Regions from separate parts of the Sus scrofa genome. Here region 2 is linked to region 1. The links are chromatin contacts, called in public HiChIP or PLAC-seq maps. All regions are on one chromosome and are shown on one strand. Each heading gives the region's core, a stretch centred on a gene start, on an enhancer-like site or on the middle of the called end of the contact. The rest is flanking DNA. Distances are from core to core; before and after follow the strand shown. Region 1 holds the start of BTBD1 (BTB/POZ domain-containing protein 1). Region 2 holds the start of FSD2 (fibronectin type III and SPRY domain-containing protein 2).

Region 1 (6,784 bases), core at 3,117-5,616:
TCCAGCTCATCATCTCGTATTTTCTCCCCAATCTACTCTAATTCTTTGGTTGAAATCATTCCTTCCAGGGTTACCAATAGCCTCCACCTTGTCTAAAGCAATAATCAGTTCAGTGTTCTCATTTTACCCAACGCTCAGCAGCACTTAACAGACTCACAACTGCCTCTTTGCTGTGCTACTTTCTTCAACTTGACTTTCAGGATACCCTGTGGGCTCCTTGCTTTTCCTTACTGGCAGCTGTCTCTTAGTCTCATTCCATGCTCCTCCTCCTACGCTAGCTAGATCTCCACCTGCTGGAGGATCCCAGGACCTATCCCTGTATCTCTTTCTCTTCACAATCTACACTCCCTTCCTAGGTCATCCCATTTGGTCTCATGGTTTAAGTAACCATTTACTCTTAACTTTCAAATTTACATTCAACAAGAAGTTGTTCCCTAAACTCCAGGTTCATATTTCTGTCTACTTTTATGTCCCTCCTAGGATGTCTTATAAATCTTCTTGGTTCCACCTTCAAAATCTATCCAGAATTTCACCACTTCTCATCACATCCATCACCACCACTGTCAGCGTGTGCCTGGATGACTGCAAAAGCCTCTTATTCAACTCCCTGCTGCCCATTTCACTCCTTCCACAGTCTAATCTCCAAACGACCACCAGAATGAGTTTTAAATGTAAATCAGGTATCACTGCCCCCTTCAAAACTCTCCAAAGGCTTCCCTCCATACACCAGAGGATGTTCAAGTCCTTCCATGGCCCTGTGTGATCCTGTCCCGCCTATCTTTTGAACTCCCTTGCTACTACCTTCCCCCTTACTCTACTGCTCAGGTCACACAGGTTTACTCTCGCAGCTCCTCCAACAGGAGAAATTTAGGGCCTTAAACATGTTTTTTTCTTGCTTAGAATGCTCCTTCCCTTGGTCTTTTTTTTTTTTTTTCCCTGAAAATACCTATCAGTACTTGACATTATATCTCTGTTTCACCTTCCTAGATTATAAACTCCATGAGGGCAGGGACTTTCCCTTGTTCACTGCAGTAACCAACAGTGCCCTGCACAAGGGAGGCAGTGTTTCTAAATGAATAACTGAAGAACATCACTTAAAGGTCTGGCAGATCAAAACGAGCAGTTTCTTAAAGTGCTTCAAACTCAAGTTCAAAAGCCTTTAAGTAAAGTCAACTACTTCAAGTTGTCAACATAATGAAAGAATGCCCAAACTAACCTGCTTTTCCATCTCAGCAAGCACTACGAGATATCTTTTTGTCACTCAAAAACAGGTAAGTACAGCATCATGTTTCACAGCCAGCCAATAACCTACGTTTAAAAATCAGTCCAGTTAACACTTTTAGAATAGAACAATGGCTAGAACCTGAAGAAGGACAAATAACCACGACTACACCAAAAACAAGAAAATTTCAACATCTCAAATTAATTCACTTATTTTCTATTGGGAAAAGATCGAATGATTAACAGCTTTGGTAAAGGTATGAAATCAGCATTTTCTCTCTACATTCTCATCTTAGTGATTGCAATATTTTAAATTTTTTTATTATTATTATTATTTTTTTTTGTCTTTTTGCCCTTTTTTTTCTAGGGCCACTCCTGGGGCATATGGAGGTTCCCAGGCTAAGAGTCTAATCAGAGCTGTAGCTGCCGGCCTACACCACAGCCACAGCAACGTGGGATCCGAGCCGCATCTGCGACCTACACCACAGTTCACGGCAACACCGGATCCTTAACCCACTGAGCAAGGCCAGGGATCGAAGCCGCAACCTCATGGTTCCTAGTCGGATTCATTAACCACTGAGCCACGACGGGAACTCCTGCAATATTTTTTAAAGGAAAAAGATACCCAACAATATTTTTAGATCAGTGGCTCTCAAATTTAGCTGGTATCATTATTTTGGGAGAATATTAAATAAGCTCTCAAAATCTCACCTCTAAACATTACAATACTGTAAGGAGGGAGGAAGACATCTACAAATTTAACAAATACTCCAGATGATGACAATACAGGTGAACCAACAGATCATTTAAAATACTTTTGGGCTAGAAAACCTGAACGAACTACAACCAGTCCTCTGGGGTCAATTTCAACCCCCCAAAAACCCCAAAATGACCTAGACCCTACCTTTTGAGTTATGTACTCCCCCTTTTATAAATGTAACTGAACTAAATTACAGAACGTATGAGAAACAAAGAGAAAAGAGAAAAAAGTCACTATTATTTTACCACTCCAACATGACTTAGCCTTTAGGTATGGTTAGCCTTTAGGTATGTTTCCTTCTATCCTTCTCTCTAGGTAGACATTTGCTTTGTTTCTTTTCAGAGTTTTTCATCATAGTGAGTAGTTTCAAATGCTACTATTATACACATTTTCCACATCAATGTTATTACCTGGTCTCCGTAAGTATCATACTTAGTAGCTGCACTACATGCCATCAGATGGACCTACCATTGTTTATCTAACCGCTCCTTCTGCTTGACTACTTCCTCACTTCTATAAATAATCTTCTCGCCTTAAATATTTTTGTGTGGAATATTTTTTCAGTTCTTGAATACTTTCTACCTGTGGGGAAGACAATCTACAGGGCCAGACTGTTTTACCACCATCTTGGTCAGCGCTCTTCAGATGTTATCTTATTGGAGGGCTTCATAGAAAAGTACTTCCCTTTTAATTTGCGCTCCTTTAATTACTAATGAGGTTAAATGTTGGTTAATTATATTTTTTTCTTTCCCTAAGTTATCTATCCTGTTCTTCATCCATTTATTAAATGCATCTAAGTCTTTTTTTTCTACTTGTGCTAATTTTGTACTCAATCTCACTGATCTTCCTGATTGAGCTGTGAACCCTGGAGAATTTATCTGTTCCACTGACCTACCTGATTTTTCTCTCAGTACCACCCAAGACTGCTATTTTATTCTATTTTACTTGGCCATGGCTCACAGCATGAAGAAGTTCCCCGGCCAGGGATGGAACCCAAGCTACAACAGTGACAACCCGGGACCTTTAACCCACTGAGCCCCAAGGGAACTCCAAGGCTGCTATTTTAATAACACATTCTGCTCAGGCTGCTAAAACCACCCTGATAGAATGAAACACACCTGGTCTCCGGTATAAGTTGGCTCTGTTACCTTGTCAAGTTAGCTGACTTCTCTGGGCCTCAGTTCCATTTGTGAAATTGTAGAAAACAATACCTATACCTTCCTAAATGGACGTTTATGAATAAAAGCTAATAATGCCAAACTATTAGTTCTCCTCCATTAAATAAAATCAATCAGAGGTCAAACTTCTATCCTCAAATAATCAAAAAGGAAACTTCTAACACCGATGGGGAGATTCCTTTTTAAGCAAATGTGACCTTGCCTGCGAAACGCAATGTAGGTAAAGCCAAAGTCACTTGTTTTGATATTCGCTGTCCCGGATCTTGACAACTAACACTAATGAAAAAGGCGTCAGAGGTGGGTTTTTTGTTTTGTTTTGTTTTGTTTTTCCCTTCAAGACTTTCCAACTATCCCTCTCCCCCAGCAAAACCCTAAAACGCTGCCAATGAGCAATCAGGAAAACCTGACCCATCCTCTATCTTTACAACTTCTCTAATTCCCAAGCCTGGGCGACAATCCACTACCGCTACCGGAACGTGAAAGCGCCTTCCCACCGCAAAACGCACGCTAATTGCCCGCAGACACTGTCATTTACTCTAACAAGCCCGCAGCTGTCCCAGATGACAGATTTCAATCTTGACCTTCCCTAGCATCACCTGCTCGGGAGGAAACTGAGGCCCTGTGGCGGGGGTTGGGGGGAGCCCTGCCCAAGGTCACCGCGGAGCCCAGCAGGAGGCCAGCCCGTCGCCCAGTGCTCACCTCAGCAGCGCCAGGAAGGCGGCGGGCTCCACGTCGGGCAACTCGATCTCGGCCGAAGTGGTGGCCATGCCGCCGTTGAACATGGCGTCGAACACAGCGCTGCCGGCGGCCAGTACGAAGCGGTGGGCGGGGATGCGCTGCGGACCCCCGGCTGCGGCGGCGGCACCGCCGCGGCCCTTGCCCAGCACGAAGCGCACATCGCTCAGCAACTCCGAGTTGAAGAGGAAGGCGAAGCGCTCCTTCAGCGACGCCTTGGTCGCCTGCCAGTTGTACAGCGGCTCCCGCTGCAAGGGTAGCAGGGGCCCCAGAGAGGATGGCGGCGGCGGCGGCGGCGGCCCCAAGCCGCCCGGCTCCGCCTCAGCCCCAGGGACCTGCTCGCCCGTAGCGGGCAGCCCAAGCGAGGCCATCCTCCAGCGGCGCGGCTCCACGGGCTACGGAGAGCGCTGCCGCCGCCCAGCCGCCATCGCCGAGGCCGCCCCCGCGAGGCCGGCGCCGCCTGGCCACCTTCCGGGAAAGGCGCTTCCGGAGGCCGCGCGCCTCCGCCGACCCCGCCCGAGCTGCTCAGCGCGCGTCCCCGCTCGGCCGGGAGGCGGAGGCGCGCGCGACCGCCCCCGCTGGGCCTGGAGGGGACGGTTCTCTAGGCGGCGTCCGCGCAGCCCTGGGCGTCCTAAGCGCGGCTGAACCTCGCACGCCTGGACGTGGGACTTCTGCGGGCTGCAATGAGGAAGTCTGTGCAGGCGCCTCCTCGAACCTGCAGGCCTTCTGCCTTTCCTCAGGCCCCTCTTCACCAGCTTCAGCGCCTCTTCAAGGCTCTCCTTCAAGGTTTTCTGCCTGGAAGTGGAGGGGCCGGAGGACAAGGAAGCATGTGGGAGGGGACGACGTGATTCTACCTGCGCCCACCCCACCCCGCCCCAGTAATGTCCAGGTCACCACTCCAGAGGGCCGTTGCTCCCGGGAGCGATACAGGAGCACAGCTCGCACAGCTCGAAACCCCTCTACATCTAACAGATAGTGTTATGTAAGGAAGAGCCTTCCCTTTTCCTCCTTCTTCCTCTTCTGGCTCAGTTTTTAGTATCGCTGTGAACTCATGGATTTTTTTTTTTTTTTTTTTTTTGGGTTTTAACCCATTACCAAAAACTGACCTTATTTTGAATCTTAAAAATAACTAGTTCCCGTCGTGGCTCAGTGGTTAACGAATCCAACTAGGAACCATGAGGTTGTGGGTTTGATCCCTGGCCTCGCTAAGTGGGTTCAGGATCTGACCTTGCTATGAGCCGTGGTGTAGGTCGCAGACGCGGCTCGGATCCCCTGTTGCTGTGGCTCTGGCATAGGCCTGCTGCAGCTCCAATTGGACCCCTAGCTGGGAACCTCCATGAACTGTGGGAGCTGCCCTAGAAAAGGCAAAAAGACAAAAATAAAAATAAAATAAAAAATAAATCTTAAAAAAACCCACCACCACCAACAAAAACCCTCAAATGCACCAAAGCAAAAATAGTACATGTCATATAGGCTGCGTTACCTGATATGGGGCAATAAAAATCGTAATTTGATAGCCAAAAAATATGAAGACATTGCATTATCAAAACCTGTAGAGGAGTTCCCGCTGTGGTACAATGGGATTGGTGCCGGTGGTGTCTTGGGAGCGCTGGGATGAAAATTCTATCCCAGGAGTTGGATCCAGCGCTGCCACAGCTGTGGCTTAGGCAGCAACTGTGGCTCAGATCTGATCCTTGGCCAGGAAAACCCATATGCCCTGGGTGGCCATAAAATAAAAAACAAAAAAATTGAATGCAGTCAACATTGAGCTCAAGGGTAAAGCATAGCCAAAAAACACTACTTTATCTAAACTGAAGACAATAAAAATAAGTGAAGAGGATTCTGGGAAAATGGCAGAGTAGGATGCACCCGGAATCTGTCTCCCCACCTAGACAACAATCCCACTAGCAGAATCTGCTAGATGTACAAATTTTGGGACTCTGGAATCTGTTGAAGACTTGGACAGTAAATTGCTGTTGATTTTGGTCAATTTCAGCTCTTTGCATAGTACCAGCTACCCATTCTCCACAAGCTACATGGCAGTACACATGTTCCTAGAGCAGTTTGCACACACCCTGTAGGAGCCGAAAGCTTGCACACACCGTATACAGTCCACAAAAAGACACTATCCTCCAATTACTGGAGATCTAAGCTCTGATTTCTTCTTCTGAACACAAAGGTGCAGACAAAGAGAGGGCGGCTATTGTTGTACTTCTCTCAGTTGCAAGACGTTTTAGCTGAAGTGACTTGCAGGGGATTTTAAAGAACCCCCTCTTCATGTTTCACTTTTTCACTTTGAGGACCTAGCTATTAAAGGCCACTACATTTAAAAGCAAACACATACAGGGGGAAAATTAGAAAGTGACTATCCATGCTCAGGGAAATGCTGAGAAAAGGTCTGAGGAGATCTTAAGTTGACACCTTAGGCTGATGCTTGGCGAAGAGACAGCTTACAACAATCAGAAAAACAAAAGTAACAAAAAACAGCAAGCCCTGGGAGAGAAGAAGAATCTGATTTTCACAGTTGCCACATTACTAGATTTGAATGTCTAGTGTTCAACAACAACCAAAAAATTGCAAGGCATACAAAGAAATAAGAAAGTTTGACCCATTCAAAGGAAAAAAAATAAAATCAGCAGAAACTGTTTCTAAAAAAGACCTAATGACAGATATACTAGAGAGACTTTAAAACTACTATCTTAAAGATACTCAAAGAACTTAAGAAAGATGTGGAGGATAATGTGAGAAAAAGAATGTGTATATATACACACATATATATAACTGGGTCACTTTCCTGTACAGCAGAAATTGACAGAACATTGTAAATCAACTATAATAAAAAAAAATAGGGAGTTCCCTTTGTGGTGCAGCATTTGACAAATCTGACTAG
Region 2 (6,784 bases), core at 1,140-3,639, 270 kb before region 1:
CCACGTGCCAGGGCTGTGGTGCTGGGCATTGTTCATTGCATTGGCACCGGCTGTTCATGGGCCTGGAGAGGTGGGGGTTCAGGTGGATTCAAGAGAACAGGACTGCCCTGGGTGCCAGAGGCACAATGGACAAGACATGACTTCTGGTGAAGAGGAGACCCCAGGCAAATGAGTTATTGTTATTATTATTATTATTATTATTATTATTACCAGGACCTCAGTTTCTCCCACCTGGACCATGCTAGAAGTCTCCCTCCGGTCACTCATGGAGTGGGAGGGCCAGGGTCAGAAAGTGAAAATTCAAAATGACCACAGCAGTGTGGAAACTCCCATGGCCACTGTGGGATCATTTTGTCCCTTGAAAACAGCTGAAAAGGGCAGAAGGCAGCAGAGCACAGGCCCTGGCTATGAGGTCACCCCACCTAACAGCCAAAGCTCAAGGGGCCTAGGCAGAGATGTGCAATTCTAAGAATGGAGGGCCCCTTGGAAAGCATCTAATTCAGTTTCCTGACTCTAGGATGGCGAAACTGAGTTCTTGTGAAGATAAAGGGGTTATTATGGCCGATATGATTTAACACGGATTGATCCGGGGCTACTCTGTATCCAGCCCTGTGCTGAATGCTGGACAAACCCAGGCAGGTAAAGAGCTGGATCTGGACCCATTTTTCCATGAAGCCACACCAGACCAAGGAGCAGCCCAGCTAAAAAGAAATAACACATTTCCACGTGCTACCAAAAGGGAGAACCCCAGAATTCTGTATTACCAATAAATCATCCTGATAAATTCTTTCAACCAATGGCCGGAATGTGAAACACTAAATTGAACTGTTGAACAAGCAAGAAGACTGGAAAACACGGAGCACAGATAATGATAAGAACAAGTTCTTCCATGCTGGCATCTGCCCTGTGAATACACTGACACAAATCAGTCTGGGAGCTTGGCAGCAAAGGAGGACTTAGCAACACACCGCAGAGGTGACACTCACTTTCCCCCTCAACATCCAAACCCTTAACAAAATATTCAGAATTGGGGGAGAAAGGAACATTAACAGTAAATTGTCATTTTATAAATGATAAAACTGAGGCTTAGAGAAATATAGTAATAAATCATAGTAAAGAATATAAAGATATATAAAGAATATGATGGATAGCTTCTACTCTATGCCATTGATCTGCAGTTAAAAAAATAAAGACTTCTGCTCAAGTCTTATATGGGAAGTATGCTTTAATTAGAAAAGTCTCTGGAGGTTCCCATTGTGGCTCAGCAGTAACAAACCCAACTAGTATCCATGAGGACTCAGGGTCAATCCCTGGCCTTGCTCAGTGGGTCGAGGGTCCGGCGTTGCCGTGAGCTGCTGTGTAGGTCATAGACATGGCTCAGATCCTGCGTGTCTGTGGCTGTGGTGTAGGCCGGCAGCTGCAGCTCTGATTCTACCCCTAGCCTGGGAACTTTCACATGCAGCAGGTGTGACCCTAAAAAGCAAAAAATAAAAAAATAAAAAATACATTTTTTAACTTTTAATGGGTCGTGGGTACCTCTGAGAATCTACTGAAAGCTGTGAATTCTCTTTCCAAAAGTGAGCCCAGAAAGGCACAAACATAATTTTGTACATAATTTTAGGAGCTCACCCATGTAGCCCCTGGCAATTTTGGAGCCAGAGCTAGAAACTTGCTTTAAACTGTTAGCTGTATGGTTTTACAAAATGGTTCAAATCAGCACAGTTCACACCTAAAAACTTTCTATGGGAGGACAGGGTGTGCATAACAAGTGAAAAATGATGTTGATGCTGTTTTTCAGTATTTGAATCAAAGCATAAAATTATGATTTGTCAGCACGCACATGCAGATTGAAATAAAAGGTATTTATCAACCGAATACCATAGTCAAATGACATCAACATTTAGAGTTTCAAACCATTCTAACAAATGGGAACCCGCACCAAAAATACCCTAAAGACGCATTCTACTGGTTGCAAAAATCGCCAGCCTTTCTGTCTGCATCTGAGGCTTTCATACCCTGTACCAACCCCACATTCAGTAAAGCTGAACCCTGGCTGCAAGAAGGCACAGGAAATAGTCACACTGTTTATTGCAATGTACACCTGCAATTTCAGATGATCTCTCTTCCCATCTAAAGGAAAGGCATTGTAGCACTCCATTACTGAGTTTCTAATAGTATTAATTTGCATTAGAAAAATAACAACTCTTCAAAAACTTGCCTGCTAATTTAAGGATCCATACATTTTTCTTTTAACTCGGAGGCTCCGGGTAACTACTAGAAAACTGCATCCACGGTCAGCAGGCTTTCCCTCTGGGTGACCTCTGTACGCCCGGCAGGCTGCCCCTGCCTGTTCTACCCCAGAGTCCTACAAGTGGGGCAGCAAAGGCAGGGGTAACACGAGCTGGCTCTGGCTGCAAATAGCAACAGGCCTGCCTGAGTGGAAGCCCAAATATAGACCTGCCACTGCTTACTGCTCAAGTGTCACCAGGGTAGGTCACATGTAATAAATGTTACTTCATTTACTGTGGGGATTTGAGTGCTGTGGCTCTACCCAGGGACTCAGGTGGCTGGGCATGTGTAGAGGGCAGGGGGCTGTCACTGTGAGGTTGGGAGGGCAGCTGCAGGCCACACAAGAGAATGGACTCTGAGAGGCCAAATGCTGTGCACCTTCCACCTGGCCTGAGGGGCAGGAATTACTCCCCTCTCTGGAGAAAAATCCAGCAGACTGGAGTTCCCCTTGTGGCTCAGCAGAAACTGGTATCCATGGGGACACCGGTTCAATCCCTGACCTCACTCAGTGAGTGGGGGATCCAACCTTGCCATGGGATGTGGTGTGGGTTGCAGATTCAGCTCAGATCTGGCGTTGCTGTGGCTGTGGTGTGGACCGGCGGCTGCAGCTCCACTTCAATCCCTAGCCTGGGAACCTCCATATGCCATGGGTGGGCCCTCAAAAGATTAAAAAAAAAAAAAATTCAGCAGACCCATGACCTTCTGCTCCCTCTTAGGTAACACACTTGAAGGCATAGTCTCCATTTGGTAATACAGTCCAGTCCAGTACATTCACTAAAAAGTCAAATTTAGCTTAGCCAGCATTGAAACCTTCTCCCCTTCCCAGCTTAGGCCTCTGGAGCTGGAAGTCTGCCCTGAAAAACGAGGGATGAGGTGGCGCTCTTCTTCCCACACTTTCTCCCTGAGCTCTGGCTTGTCTGCCACAGGCAGGAGGCGTTAAGGTGATAAGACAACTCCTATGTGTGCTGGTGCCACAGACGATGCTAGCTTCTAGCCCTTTGTGGCAGGCAGATGCTTAGAGCTTTGTTTATCCCTCTAAGCTTGTATACACCTCTGGGGTTTCCCATTATGGAGCCCTTTCCCATGGAGTTTCCACGTCCCTCTATTCTAGGCGGTTCCCTGCACTCCTCCTCCAGGCCCTGGTGAGCCACCTCCAAGATTTCTCAAATGAAGTCTCCTCACCCATGCAGCTCATTCTCTTAGGCTGAATCTAGGTGGCTCCTTGCTGGCTCTGTCTTCCTGCTGGCCCACATCTCGAGCTTGGGAAGCAGACGGCATCCTAGGTCCTAGTAAACTCTGGGATGCAGGTGATGCCAATGCAGCCACTTCCCTTGGCTCTGCCACTGAAGCAGCCAATCCTCTCCTCTCAGGCCACCATGCGCCCACCTGCAGGAAATAGAGCAAGCTCCCTGAAGTGTCCCTTTGAAGATGGCTCCACTGGGCTCACAGATCGGGGATGGGGTTCCAACCCTCCCCACAGTGCAACAACAGATCTCTCCAGAAAAATCACTCCAAAATGAAAGCAAAGTTTATCTCTTACGAGTTATTTTACTTTTCATAACTCCCAAACATCCTCTTTTCTTCACTCTGATCCCTTTTCATTTTCTCCCATTGGCAGAAAACATAAAGTGGGTTCTGGACCATCTCCTAAAAATCTGTATGTGGTGATCTGATCTCAGATTTTTACCTCTACTGCTTTTTGTGTGTGTGTGTGTGGGGGGGGCTCTCCTGTGGCATATGGGAGTTCCCAGGCTAGGGGGTCTAATCAGAGCTGCAGCTGCTGGCCTACACCAAAGCGACAGCAACACCTCATCTGTGACTTTATACCACAGCTCAGAGCAAAGCTGGATCCTTAACCCACTGAGCGAGGCCAGGGATCAAACGTGCATCCTCGTGGATATTAGTTGGGTTTGTTTCTGCTGAGCCACAGCAAGAACTCCTCATCTACTACTTTTTGAAGTTTTAATCAAAATTGCATTTTTAAAATACTTTTACTGCCAGGTAGCTATACAATAAAAATATTGGAAGCAAAATAAAATATTAAAAGCAAAAAATTTGAAAGAAAAAATTATGCAAAGATGTGTGTACAGGAATGTTCGCCAGGGTATTACCTATACTGGCAGAAAACTGAACTTAATCTATTTCTACCAATATAGAATTCATTAAGCAAATCACAATACTGTCAACTTGATATTGACAAATATTAAAAATAATGTAGATGCCTATTATTTTAATGTAGATGATGCCTACAATATATTTGTAAGTAGAAAGAGTATGCAAAACATCATTACAGTATAATCATATATATATTCACAAATGTATACATACACACACAAAATGAAAGCAAGGTTTATCTCTTATGAGTTATTTTCCTTTCATAACTTTTCTATGTCTAGTTTTATAATATTATTCATACCTTTTATTATTTTTAAAAACTCTTTAGTTTTTATTGTAAAATAATATATAGTATTTGGCTTAGAAAAGAGCAAATACTACAAAAGAATCATAAAGGAAATGTAAGCCAGTCAGGCACCCCGGTAAAAATGATTAGGTTTGGTGTGTACTTTTCTGTTTTTTTTTTTTTTTTCCTAAGAATGTATACATTTATGCCCCTCTCACACAAAACAGAAATTACCTTTATAATTAGAAAGTCTGCTAATTTCATTTTGAAAAAGCAAATAATTTAGAACTACTAGAAAGGATTAAACAATATAACACAAATACGGTAAAAAGATATACTGTAAAGAATATACAAAACATATTAAAACAGGCTATTAAAGAATAAGTAAATCATTTTTAGCTAAAACGATAATGTTAAAAAATAGTTTGAGGGAGTTCTGGCCGAGGCACAGTGGGTTAAGAATCCGAGTGTAGCGGCTTGGGTCGCTGTAGAGGCGGGTGATTGGATCCCCAGCCAGGTGCAACAAGTTAAAGGATCCTGAGCAGCTGCCCAGCCCTGGAAACTTCCATATGCCCCGGGTGCAGCCTTTAAAAAAAAAAAAAAAAAAAAAAGTTTGAGGAAAAATAAATCTCTTTACCTAAAAGGTTATCTGTTCAAGAGGACTGAATAATAGCCAGAGCCGCTGTCTGGTATCCAGGACCCCACAATCCCCCTTCTCCCGGACAGATACAGGCAACGTTAGACTTTCCAGCTACATTCCACAGAGGTTCCTAGATGCCCTGGGATTATCTTCAGCGGGAGAGATGCCTAACGGTAGCTTTCACCTAGCTCTGTTTTTTATTTTTGTTGTTGTTGTTTGTCTGGGGATAATAACCAGTGCAAATCTGATTGCAGGCTTTCCCAGCCCCCAAACCTTCAAAAAGTCTTTCATTGGTTCCCGAATCAAACCCTCACAAACCTTGTGATGAAGGGTTCCTTCTCAGCTCCTTGTGCACCCCCTCCCTCCCCTCCGCCCTCTACCCCCACTAGCCTCTCAGTGCACTGGCAGGATGGGAGCGGACCTGTGTTGTATTTCTCAGTACACAGTGGGTAGAGACCAAGGCTGTCTTATTCCCTGTTGTATGAACAGCTCGAGCTCCAAGTCACACTCCCTCCCCACTGCAAATTACATCTCCGGATCTCCTTAAACAGGTCTTCAGCAACCAGGTGGTCTGAAGGGTGTGAAGTGCCTGATTGCCTGTGTAGCTTAAGAAAAATTTCTTTTCTGAGCCTGTTTCCTTATCTCTCAAATGAAGGGTTTTAACATAGATTGTATTTAAACATGCTGCTTGAAAGCTGGGGTGCCTTGAAGAAGAGGTATCTTTTTGTATGCTCCCTCTGTGCCCAACCTCCCAAAACACGCACACAGCATACATTACGTAAAAGTTTGTTGAATTGATACCAGTGTTTGTGGCTTCTACCTAGTGCTTGGTGCTTAAAGACCTCCATTAAATAACTATTGCTTAAATGTTTGATCTCACCACTCTTGAAAGCAGGAATCATGTATTCACTAGGGTCCTGATAACAGAAGACAGAATCTCCATTTTCAAGAGGTTCACAGATTAGTGTAGGACTCTTCATTTAACAATTTTTCAACGTCAATATGTATACAGGTGGAAAAGGGGAGGCAAGAGTGGTAATTTCGGGCTCTCGACTAGGTTGCTACCTTGATTGCCTGGGGTGGGAGGACGATCTTTTGACCTTTTCATTGGTTGTCGAGAGCCCTCCCTTCTATTACCCAACCAATCCCGGAAGCGCGCTGGAAACCATAGCTAGCCAATCAAAAGTGCCGATGGTGGCGCTAGTCTGGGCGCTGACCCCGATTCTAGTTCAGCGAAAAATGACGCTGTTCGGACCTTCCAGTGAGTGGGAGTGCCAGGCCAGGCCCCGGCGAGCCAAGCCCTACGGGTGCTGACCGTCGGCGGCCATGGAGGACGAGCAGCCCGATAGCTTGGAGGGCTGGGTGCCGGTCCGCGAGGACCTCTTCGCCGAGCCAGAGCGGCATCAGCTGCGCTTCCTCGTGGCCTGGAACGACGCGGAAGGCAAGTTCGCTGT

The links. HiChIP or PLAC-seq counts read pairs in DNA pulled down with a chosen protein or histone mark.
Region 2: an H3K27ac HiChIP or PLAC-seq map of skeletal muscle shows a contact between it and region 1. The contact joins the promoter of FSD2 here to the promoter of BTBD1 in region 1. A contact is called at or near these places in 3 of 47 Hi-C or Micro-C datasets (heart right ventricle and skeletal muscle) and 2 of 2 datasets of contacts at active chromatin or transcription factors (alveolar macrophages and skeletal muscle).

Annotation. Positions count from the first base shown.
Region 1 is chr7:51,875,028-51,881,811 of Sscrofa11.1, reverse strand. It overlaps BTBD1 (BTB/POZ domain-containing protein 1), which reads right to left and starts at 4,366. Exons shown (of 8, transcript XM_001929165.5): 1 at 3,859-4,366. The coding sequence starts at 4,265.
Region 2 is chr7:52,140,076-52,146,859 of Sscrofa11.1, reverse strand. FSD2 (fibronectin type III and SPRY domain-containing protein 2) reads right to left here and starts at 2,389. Exons shown (of 13, transcript XM_021098895.1): 1 at 2,219-2,389. WHAMM (WASP homolog-associated protein with actin, membranes and microtubules) reads left to right here and starts at 6,527. Exons shown (of 10, transcript XM_001927315.5): 1 at 6,527-6,784. The coding sequence starts at 6,657.